2 separate regions of the Macaca mulatta genome follow, and region 2 is linked to region 1. The links are chromatin contacts, called in public Hi-C maps. All regions are on one chromosome and are shown on one strand. Each heading gives the region's core, a stretch centred on a gene start, on an enhancer-like site or on the middle of the called end of the contact. The rest is flanking DNA. Distances are from core to core; before and after follow the strand shown. Region 1 holds the start of ZNF337 (zinc finger protein 337). Region 2 holds the start of NANP (N-acetylneuraminic acid phosphatase).

Region 1 (5,268 bases), core at 1,115-3,614:
TTGACTGATGGGTCTCTCTACCTTGGGGTTCTGCTTACAATTTTTCCATAATGAAATGATTAAAATCAGTTATTTGGCCAGTCCACAGCCCCAGAGGCATTTAAAAAAACTGCTGGGCCCAATGGTTGCTGTTACTCCCACTCCAATAACCAAGGAAGCCCTACCAACCTGGTGAGGATGAAACTCACCTTTTTTCCCTTGCCCAAATGCGTATATATGGGGCTTGGGGAGTCCTGCCCTAGAAACCATAACATCTAATCAGACGAGTTTTATTACTCTTATATAATGTGGCTCACTTTCCAACCTGACTCTGGTACAGCATCACATGACAGCAGATGCTGAAGGAAGTTATTTTAGCCCAAAATATACTTCTTTGACAAGTTTTGAAGTGGCTGCCACAGGCGCAACATACTGAAATGGATAGCCCCGCAAAGCTGCCTTTAGTGGGAAAATTTGCATCTGTAGCAAATCTCCACTAATGTAGCCAGATCTCCTTCGTTCTAAGCCTTTCCTAGGTCTGGAAGAGACAGCCAGTTTGACGCATGGTGGCTCACACCTGCAATCCCAGCACTCTGGGAGGCCGAGGCAGGTGGATCACCTGAGGTCACGAGGTCAAGACCAGCCTGAGCAACATGGTGAAACCCCATCTCTACTAAAAATACAAAAATCAGCCAGGCGTGGTGGTGGGCACCTGTAGTCCCAGCTACTCAGGAGGCTGAGGCAGGAGAACTGCTCAAACCGGGGAGGTGGTAGTGGCAGTGAGCTGAGATCACGCCACTGCACTCTAGCCTGGGCGACAGAGCAAGACTCTCTCTCAAAAAAACAAAAACAAAGAAAGAAACAAAAATAACTGAAAACATACATTTACCATCTATTCTGTGGGCTGCCAACTAAGAGGCTTCATCTACATAACAAGAACTTTGATCTATGCAATCCCCTTAACTCTGGCATACTTCTGATTCCAGTCTTTAGGCAACAGCTTAAGTCTCTCAACCAATTGTCCACTAAAGAATACCTAAGTGCCCCCATGAGGTGTAAACCCGTTTGGAGATACTGGATTTTTGGGAGGAACCCACGTGTATCTTTCTCATATTGATTTATGATTTTCTGAGGCAGGATCTCGCTGTGTTGCCCAGGCTGGCATGCAGTGCAGCCAACATAGCTCGTTACAGCCTCCACCTCCCGGACTCAACTGACTGGGCCACCGAAGTAGCTGAGACCACAGGCATGGGACACCACGCTCTGCTAATTTTTTATTTTTCTAATTTCACGTAGAGACAGGGTGTCTCGCTGTGCCGCCCAGGCTGCTCTGGAACTCCTGACCTCCCACAGTGCTCAGCCTGATTTATGATTTTACCTGAAATTCCTGTCTCCCTGGATTGTATAAAATTAACCTGCAAGCCGACCACCTCGGACACTTTCTCAGGACCTCTTGAGACTGAATAACCTGGGCCACAGTCACTCACACTGACTCAGAATAAACCTCTTTAAATATATTTTGCCATCATTAGCAGGGCTCCAGGGAAGAGGCCACCTGGGTCCCCACAGCTACCTCACCTCCCGCGGACGCTGCCCCACGCAGAGCCCCCCACACACGTCTAGAAGTGCCCGTGCCAGGACATCTGGTCCCGGCCTACCCTCCCACCCAAGGAAGATAGTCCCAAGGCGGGCTGCCCCCAACCCAAAGCAGCGACCCTTCCCCAAAACACGCGGGCGAAGTCCTCCCCGGTCCCGCCTCCCACAACAAAGTCTGGAGCATCAAGAGTCGGAGGGAACCCGAGTCGGACCTAGTCCATCAGTCTCTGGGCTGTAACCCCCACCCAACTGGTGGACCCAGTCTGTGGCCGAGTCCCCCACCACCTCCAGCCAAACGACCCCCGTGGCAGCTACCTAGGCCGCTGGCCCGTCCCCACTCGAGGAGCGGCGACCCTGGCACACGGAGACCTGGGTTGCTCGGCGCCCCTGTGAAATCCTGGCTGCCTAACCGCCACTACACGCAACCGGGGACGGAGACGGAGTAGCGGCCCAGACCCGAGGCGCTCGGCGAGCCGCAGCACCACAGCCCACTCCAAGGCGCGGCCTGGGTCTCCGCCCCTCCCCAGAACATGGAGACGCCGGGCCTGAGGGAGGGCGCGCTACGGCCCCAGCAGCGCCCTGGCGTCCCAGGCCTTCCCGGCCCTTCTTCCTGCGCAGGAAGGGCGCGCTGGAGAGAGGGACCCGCAGGAGCGCGACTCACCAAGGCGGCTGACGGCGAACCGAGGAGGTGAGGTCACCGACGGTGGACTACCCACCTCACGGCTCGGTGACGCCCAGGGATCTGGACCGCTCGGCGCCGCCCGGGCTGCGCTACGCAGAAGCCTCTGCGCGGCCGGGACTACGCTACCCAGAATCCTCGGCGCGACCCGTGGCTCTGCGACCCTCCGCTTCGCATCCCCACAGTGGACTACGCTCCCCAGAGTCCTCGGCGAGTCGTCCAGGTACACGCCCCAGAATGTTGGTCAAAGCCGTCCACAGGGGACTGCGCGACCCGGAATCCTTGGAAGGACTCCCCTGACAGGCGCCGCGACCCTGTGGTCTTTTGGACGCGGAGGGATCCTTTCAGAACCGGCGATTTCTTTTATTTATGTAGCCCTGTACATACAATAAGAATATTTGTCCATTTCTATGATATAGGTAAATAATTTTCCCACTGTCTTTTGATTATGGTTATATCTTTTTTTCTTTTCTTTTTTCTTTTTTTTTTTTTTTGCTATGTAGTCCTTTTGATCTCTGAGAGATTTTCCTACGGATTTTGTGGTTTTATCATTCGCATTTAGATCTCTCAATGGTTTTTCTCCAGGTATACACTGTGAATATATACTTATTTTTAAAATTTTCCAGTATTTTATTTTCCCATTAAATTTATTAAAAATATAGTCTTTTACCACATAATTTAAGGTTTCAGCTACATCACTGAGTATACTCACAATTTACATTTGCATTTCAATTTCTAATTTTCCCCCATATATCTAATTATGCATCAGTGCCACAATTCTTTCATTATGTGGTGTGTATAATATGCCGATATCTTTTGTGGCTTGCCAAACCACCTAGACTTTATATTTCAGGCCTTTACTAGGTATACTTTCTGTTTGCTTTTTCTCTTTTGGTTTTTAAATTTTTAATTATTCAGGATAAATATTAGTTGTACATATTTATAGGTTACATGTTATATTTTGATACAGGCATACAGTGTTTAATGGTCAAATTAGGGTGATTGGGGTATCCATCCCCTCAAGCATTTAGCATTTCTTTGTTTTAGGAACTTTCCAGTTCTCTCTTTTATTTTTAAATATATAATAAAATTGTTCTTAACTATAGTCACTGTATAGTGCTACCAACTACTAGAACTTATTCATTCTAACTGTATTTTTGTACCCATTAACGAGTCCCTATTTATCCCCTCTACCCACCATCCTTCCCAACCTTTATTAACCATCTCATTCTACTTTCCGTCTCCATGAGTTCATGTTTTTAGCTCCCACAAGTGAGTGAGCACATGTGATATTTGTCATGCTGTGCCTTATTTCACTTAACATAATGTCCTCCATTTTCATACATGCTATTGAAAATGACAGAATTTCATTCTTTTAATGACTGGCTAATATCCCATTGTGTTTTTGTACCACACTTTCCTTTTCCATTCATCTGTTGATAGACACTTTGATTCTATATCTTTACTATTTTGAATAGTGCTGTAGTAAACATGAGAGTGCAGATATATTCTTGAAATACTGATTTCCTTTCTTTTGGATATATACTCAGCAGTGGGATAGCAGTGGGATTGCGGGATCGTATATATTTGTTAATTCTTTTGAGGAACCTCCATACTGCTCTCCATAGTGGTAATACTAATTTACATTCCTAACAACAGTGCATGCTGGTTCCCCTTTATCCACACCCTCACCAGTATTAATTATTGCCTGTCTCTTGAATAAAAGCCATCTTGACTGGGGTGACATGATATCTCATTGCGGTTTTGATGTACATTTCTCTGCTGATTAGTGATATTGAGCATTTTTTTCATACACTTGGCTGTTCGTATGTCTTATTTTGAGAGAGATCTGTTCAGATCTTTTGCCCATTTAAAATACCAGGTTATTTGTCTTTTTCCTATTGAATTGTTTTAGCTCCTTATATATTCTGGCAATTACTTTCTTTTCAGATGGATAGTTTGCAAATATTTTCTCCCATTCTGTGGATTGTCACTTCACTTTGTTGATTGTTTCCTTTGCTGTGCAGAAGATTTTTAGTTTGATGTGGTCTCATTTGTCCACTTTTGCTTTGGGTGCTTGTGCTTTTGCAGTCTTACCAAGAAACCTTTGTCCACCCCAATGTCCTGGAGTGTTTCCCCAATGTTTTCTTCTAGTAGTTTTATAGTTTCAGGTCTTAGATTTACCTTTAATGCATTTTGATTTGATTTTTATATGTGGTTAGGGGTTTACTTTAGATAGGGATTTAGTTTCATTCTTCAGCAAATGGATATCCAGTTTCGCAGTGCCATTTATTGAAATGACTGTCTTTCCCCAATGTAAGTTCTTTGCACCTTTGTGGGATATGAGTTGAACTATAAATGCGTGGACTTATTTCTGGGCTCTCCACTCTGTTCCATTGGTCTGTGTGCCTATTTTTAATGCCAGTTTTGCTGTGTGGATTACTATAGTTTGTGTAATTTGAAGCCAGATAATGTGATTCCTCCAGCTTTATTACTTTTGTTCAGGGTGGCTTTGGCTATTTTGGATCTTCCATGGTCCCATATAAATTTTAGGATTAATTTATCTATTTCTGTGAAGAATGTCATTGATATTTTGATTGGGATTGCACTGAATCTGTAGACTGGGTGGAATGGACATTTTAGTAAGATTAGTTCTTCTAGTCCATAAACATGGACTGTCTTTCCATTTTTTCTATCCTTTTCAATTTCTTTCATCAATGTTTTATAGTTTCTGTTGTAGGGATCGTTCACATCTTTGGTTGATTTTATTCCTAGGTATTTTATTTGCAACTGTTATAAATAGGTTACTTTCTTGATTTCTTTTTCAGATTGTTTATTGTTGGCATATAGAAATGCCACCAATTTTTGTATGTTGATTTTGTATCCTGAAACTTTACTGAATTTCTTAATCAATTCTAATGTTTTTTGGCTGAAGTCTTTAGGTTTAACTAAATATAGGATCATATCATCTGCAAACAAGGATAACTTCACTTCTTCCTTTCCAATTTGAATAC
Region 2 (5,268 bases), core at 1,084-3,583, 62 kb before region 1:
CATACATACAGTCAGTATCTGACCTCTTGTCCCCAAGCCCAAGGCAATAAATAGCTGGACCTTTCCCTCTTCCTCCATTCATAAATTATTTTCAATGATTTATGAAAGCTGGCATGTTACTTTTGAACAGGTCAACATCTATGAATGTTATTGTTTCCTTACGTGATAAAGTATTCCCTGTATAGCCAAGAGCACACAGTTCGATTCTGCTCATTTATTATTAGGCTAATTTCTTATCCTGCTAATTTATTATTACAGGCTAATTACAAAGGAGGCAGTAATAGAACCATGTCTCGAAGTAAAAATTTGTATCCATCCATCCAGCATTTATTCAACATTTGCCATGTGTCAAACGAGGAGAATTAAGACAGTTTGTTCCCTCCCAAGCTCACTATTTAGTTGTAGGCACCTGACTTTCAAAATTAATTGTAATATCCTTTGACAGATGCATTAAGAAATATCTGAACAAAATAGAGCACTAGTATAAGTGAGGGTGTAAAGACCAGGGAGACATACGATTTAGTCTTTGTTTTAAAAATATTGCTGTGGCAAGAATGTGGAGGACACACTGGATGTGGTAAACCTGGAGACAAGCCCACAGCAACAGTCTAGGTGAGAGATGAGTTCAGCTGTAACTGAGACATGCACGGGGAATGTGCAGTGGTGGACAGGCAGCATACGAGGGTGGAAGGTGCTGTAATTCGCTGAGTGGACACTGCACCCATGGGCTTCCCAAGCATTACAGGGTTATTGAGGACTAATATAATTCACATTTTATGAAGATATAAGGCTCCGACTGGTTAATTCCTTGAGGCACTTTCAGCTAGGTTTTCGGAGAGCTGTGATTCATATTCAAATGTCTGATTTTTAAAGCCCAAACTCTGGAACTACAGCAAGAATTGGCCTAAAGCAGTAATTTAATTGGAATGCACAGGGCTCAGCTTACTAATAACACACAGGTAAATATGCAACGTCCGCAGCCAGAGATACTGGAGGCAATATGGCACAGGGTGGTACCCCGGAGGTGGAGGCCAACGTTATATAGAAGGGACAGTTAAAAGTGGGGAATGCCTCAGTAAAGTCATGAAGACAGACTTCAAAAATGTCCACGGATTCTGGCAATTTGGGATTGCCTAGTGACCCACCAAGTCTATTCAGTCTAGTGGTGAAGATAAAGCAACATTACCATGGATTTAGTAATAAATAGGAGGTAGAGATAAGGAGATAACGGGTATGGATTTCTCCGGGAAAACATGGTTGTCAAGAGAGACAGGTAACATCTAGAGCAGGAAGAACAGCCCAAAGGGAGGCATCCTTTTTACAGCTTTTTTAAAACTATAGGGTAAACATGAATATACGGCAGGAGTGGAATGCAGCTAAAAAGAAAACGGATGAGGTAGTGGAAGAACCAGGGACACAAAAACTGATGAAGCATGAAGAGGACGGGGAGCTCAGGTTTGGACGAATTAGCTTTTGAAAGTGGGTTTTCCACATCTGATAAATCCTTTGCTTTCCCCTTGAAGCTGAAGAAAGAGAAAGAGAAGCCGGGGTGGACTCGGGCTGGAACACGGGAAGGTCTGAAACTGCCTCCGCGCGTGTAGAGGAGCGGTGCCGCGAAGCAGCGCCTCGGGAAAGGCATGCCCTCGCAGCACGGGCTTTTGCTGTGTCACCTCAGAAAGCCACGGGGACCACCACCCCGCCACGGAGGCCAGAAGGAGTTCTGTGGGGACAATTCTCTAAAGCAGGGCTTATGTCCAGGCTCGGTACTGACAGCCGTGTCCCTTCTTGGGGCAACACTGGGGCTAAGTCTACCAAGTCTCCTCCCGGCACCCCCCACACCGACACCCTGACTGGGGGCGGGCCCAGCGCCTGGTCTCGCGGCTTTGCTGTCGCTTCCCACGCCCACGGGCACCTCCGCCACCGTGGCAGCCGTCACGGAGCCCTTCCGCGTCCCGAGCGCCGAGGCACCCGCCAGCGGCCGCCCCGGGGCTCGAGGTTGGGTGGCGAGCGGTGGCCAGGTCAGGGAAAGCAGACCCGCAGGGCCCGCGCACCTCCAGCCACCTCCGCACCCGGACGCTCCCGAGGTCTCAACCAGCAAGAGCGGCCCAAGGCGCCAGGGTGGAAGTGGGGTCACGGGGAGGTGAGCGCGCAGGACGCTGCGGGGCGCACTGACCCCGCCCAGAGGAGCGCCACTGGAGGGGACGTTACCTCCAACATGCCTCTCCTGCTCGCCCCGGCAGTGTCGATGAGAGTGTTATCCAAGTCAAAGAAAACGGCCCGCACACGGCTCAGCCCCATAGCGCCGGCCGCTCGCGCGACCCGTAGCCTCGCCGCCGCCGCCTGCACATGCGCAAGGCGGGCTGCCCCGCGAAACGTGGGAGGAGCCGCGAGGTCACCAGACCCTCTCCAGGCGGCGGGGGAATTCCCGCGATCGGTTCATTCCCTGCGCCGCCGAGAAAAGTGAGATCCCGCGAGATTCCCGGGGTCCGGTCTCTCAAGAGTGCTGGAAGCGTGCGTGGGCGCGGCGGCGTGGCGCGACTTCTCAGTGGCTGTGGCTGGGGTTGGTCCGAAGCGTGGTCCTCTTCCTGGTGTCTTTCTGCTTCTTGCTTACCTCCCTGGGCCGTCCGGCGCGAGGGACCGTCATCGCTGCCTCTAGGGAGGTTGTCTGCGCTGCCAGGCGCTGGGCAGCGGGCTCTCCGGGTGGCCGGACGGGCGGCGCGGAGTCGTCTGCGGGCCCGGTGTCGGCCGTGAGCGCCCGCGGTCCTAGCCTGGCTGTGCGTGCAGGTCACTGTCGGCGATCCGGGGATGGCAGAAGGTGGAGCCTGCGCCTTCCCACCTCGCGCCGTTTGCGGCCTTCACCGGGGTGGAATCCCTGTCAGCTTGGGCCCGCGCCAGCCTGTTTTTGAAAGAAAGATGTGACTTGGGTCTCTTACAACCCGTTGAGTACCTGTGCCCGAAGACGAAGGGACTGTGTGGTGGCTGCCCCATGTTTTGCCCTTCCTGATTGCTTTCCTGAAACCTTGAGTTCTCAGGTTTTTGGATGCCTTTTACTCGGTTGTTTTCAGGCTCAGCAAGAGGTTGAGGGGCGTCGACCGCTTGTTAAACCCGCGGAAGGGCTGTAGCAGCTCTTGCCTCCTAATGCTGGCAGAACGGGGATCGTGACCCTAATCTCTAATCTTTGTCTCTCTTGGGTAACTTTACTGTAATTTGGATATGTGGTCATCTTTAATGACCAGAAATTGACTGTCAGGTATTACAGAGCTACAGGCCAATTACCTGATTTTGTTTAGCCAGTTAGCTAAGTGGTTTATTTTTAAATTTATTTTTATTTTCGAGATGGAGTCTTGCTCTGTCACCCAGGCTGGAGTGCAGTAGCGTGATCTCCGCTCACTGCAACCTCTGCTTCCCGGGTTCAAGCAATTCTCCTGTTTCAGCCTCTTGAGTAGCTGGGATTACCGGCGCATGTCACCACCCCCGGCTAATTTTTGTATTTTTAGTGGAGACGGAGTTTCACCATGTTGACCAGGCTAGTCTCGAACTCCTGACCTTGTAATCCACCAGTCTTGGCCTTCCAAAGAGCTGGGATTACAGGCGTGAGCCACCGAGCCTGGCTAAGGGTGATTTTTTACATTTGTAAATGGATTTTAAAAATGGATAAAAAAAATCAAAATAACAGTATTTTGTTGCACACAAAAATCAGTAAATTTTAGTGCCCATAGTTGCATTAGAACACAGCACACTCATTCATTTCTGTATCGTCTGCAGCTGCTTTTGCCATACGGAAGCAGAGTAATTGCAAGTGAGATCACATGGCTGGAAATCCTAAAGTATTCATTATTTAGCTCTTTAGAGAAAAAAATTGCCACTCTCTCGCCTCGCTGGTGGAACTCCTTAACAGATCACTGATGTTCAGTAGGTTAGATTAATTGGTTTATCTTTATATTAATAGGAATTTCTTCTGCAGTATTAGACTACCTACAGTTTCTGTATTTTATGGAGCACAATCACAGTTGACATCTCATTGCTGGGGTGAAGAATAAACCCATATGCATTCTTCAAAACCATGACTCCTTTCTGTGCTTACCTCGTTGATGTATAGGGCTAGCCTATCAATTGTGGACATTTAGATTAGCAATCAGCCAAAATTATGAATGCATTAATTGGAGTTAGACTTTTAATTGCCTGAAATGTCAGAATCAATTTAACATAAAACCATAGGCACACGAAGCTGTTAGGATTGGAGCAGGTTTTTTTTTTTTTTTTTTTTTTTTTTTTTCTGACTGGCATGCAGAGTTTGTTGATTTAGGCACAAATCTAAGGTTAGATGAGACATAGCAGTCTGTATAATCCTTTTAAGGGGATGAATTGTTTGACAGATTTCTTTTTGTGGCAAGTTGTCTAATGGCATTCCATGACCTATCCAACTTTGTGTAGAGCACCCTATTCTGTTGCTGTTCATAAAAATCTGAATCTGTTGTCCCACCCGCAGCACCTATTGAAAATAAAAAACAGGAGAGGGAGGATAAAAATTGGTCTATACTGCCTCCTCCAATTGCAGAAACATCTGTACCGCCTCCTTCGGTGGTAGAAAAAAAATCCCAATACAAAGAATTTTACACTCTGCTGTCATAGCTGGAGAGCCCTTAGGATCTTGCGCTTTTCCTCTTTCGGTAAGGCCTGATCCAAATAATCCACAGTAGGTTATTCATAAACACACTCCACAAGAATTTAAGTTTTTGAAGGAATTAAAAACTAGTGTGGTCAATAATGGAGTACAAAGCCCATGGTTCCCAGAGGAAGGAATGCTAGACGTAGAACTCTGGGAACAAGTGGGGAGAAACCTTAAACAACATCAGGCGCAAAGGCATCAGGTCCTGATGAAGTCTTTAATGTTATGGGCTTTAATTTGAGCAGCCCTGGCACAGTTACACACAGAAGATCCTAAAAAGAGGAAGGAGAAGAAAGTGTCACCTGCCTTATCACCTCCTCTTCCCTCAGCCCCAATATCACTGGGCCAAAATAACAAAGAGGAAACAGGTCTTACCTAAGCCTCCTCCCCAATAGATAGGAAAAGGGACAGAGGATACGCTACAGCTATCAGTCCCTGTCCAGGCTCTACTATAACCAGCACGGACCTAGGGGGACTGAACAAAAGAGGGGAACACGGGAATGAAAGACAAGAGATAAAAGTATATTTGGAAGAAGGGGTCAGAGGGCACCTTGCCTCCAGTGGACAAGGGGCCTGAGCTTTACATAGCCCTCCGTATT

The links. Hi-C and Micro-C count contacts between places; a contact is called where the count stands out from the background.
Region 2: a contact with region 1 is called in a Hi-C map of cortical neurons, with 4 times the contacts expected there. The contact joins the promoter of NANP here to the promoter of ZNF337 in region 1. A contact is called at or near these places in 3 of 14 Hi-C or Micro-C datasets (cortical neurons, fetal cortex germinal zone and fetal cortical plate).

What each region holds. Positions count from the first base shown.
Region 1 is chr10:58,439,751-58,445,018 of T2T-MMU8v2.0, reverse strand. ZNF337 (zinc finger protein 337) reads right to left here and starts at 2,364. Exons shown (of 3, transcript XM_077951044.1): 1 at 2,237-2,364.
Region 2 is chr10:58,501,272-58,506,539 of T2T-MMU8v2.0, reverse strand. It overlaps NANP (N-acetylneuraminic acid phosphatase), which reads right to left and starts at 2,333. Exons shown (of 2, transcript NM_001266157.1): 1 at 2,209-2,333. The coding sequence starts at 2,298. LOC114670419 reads left to right here. Exons shown (of 4, transcript XR_013399698.1): 1 at 1-2,140.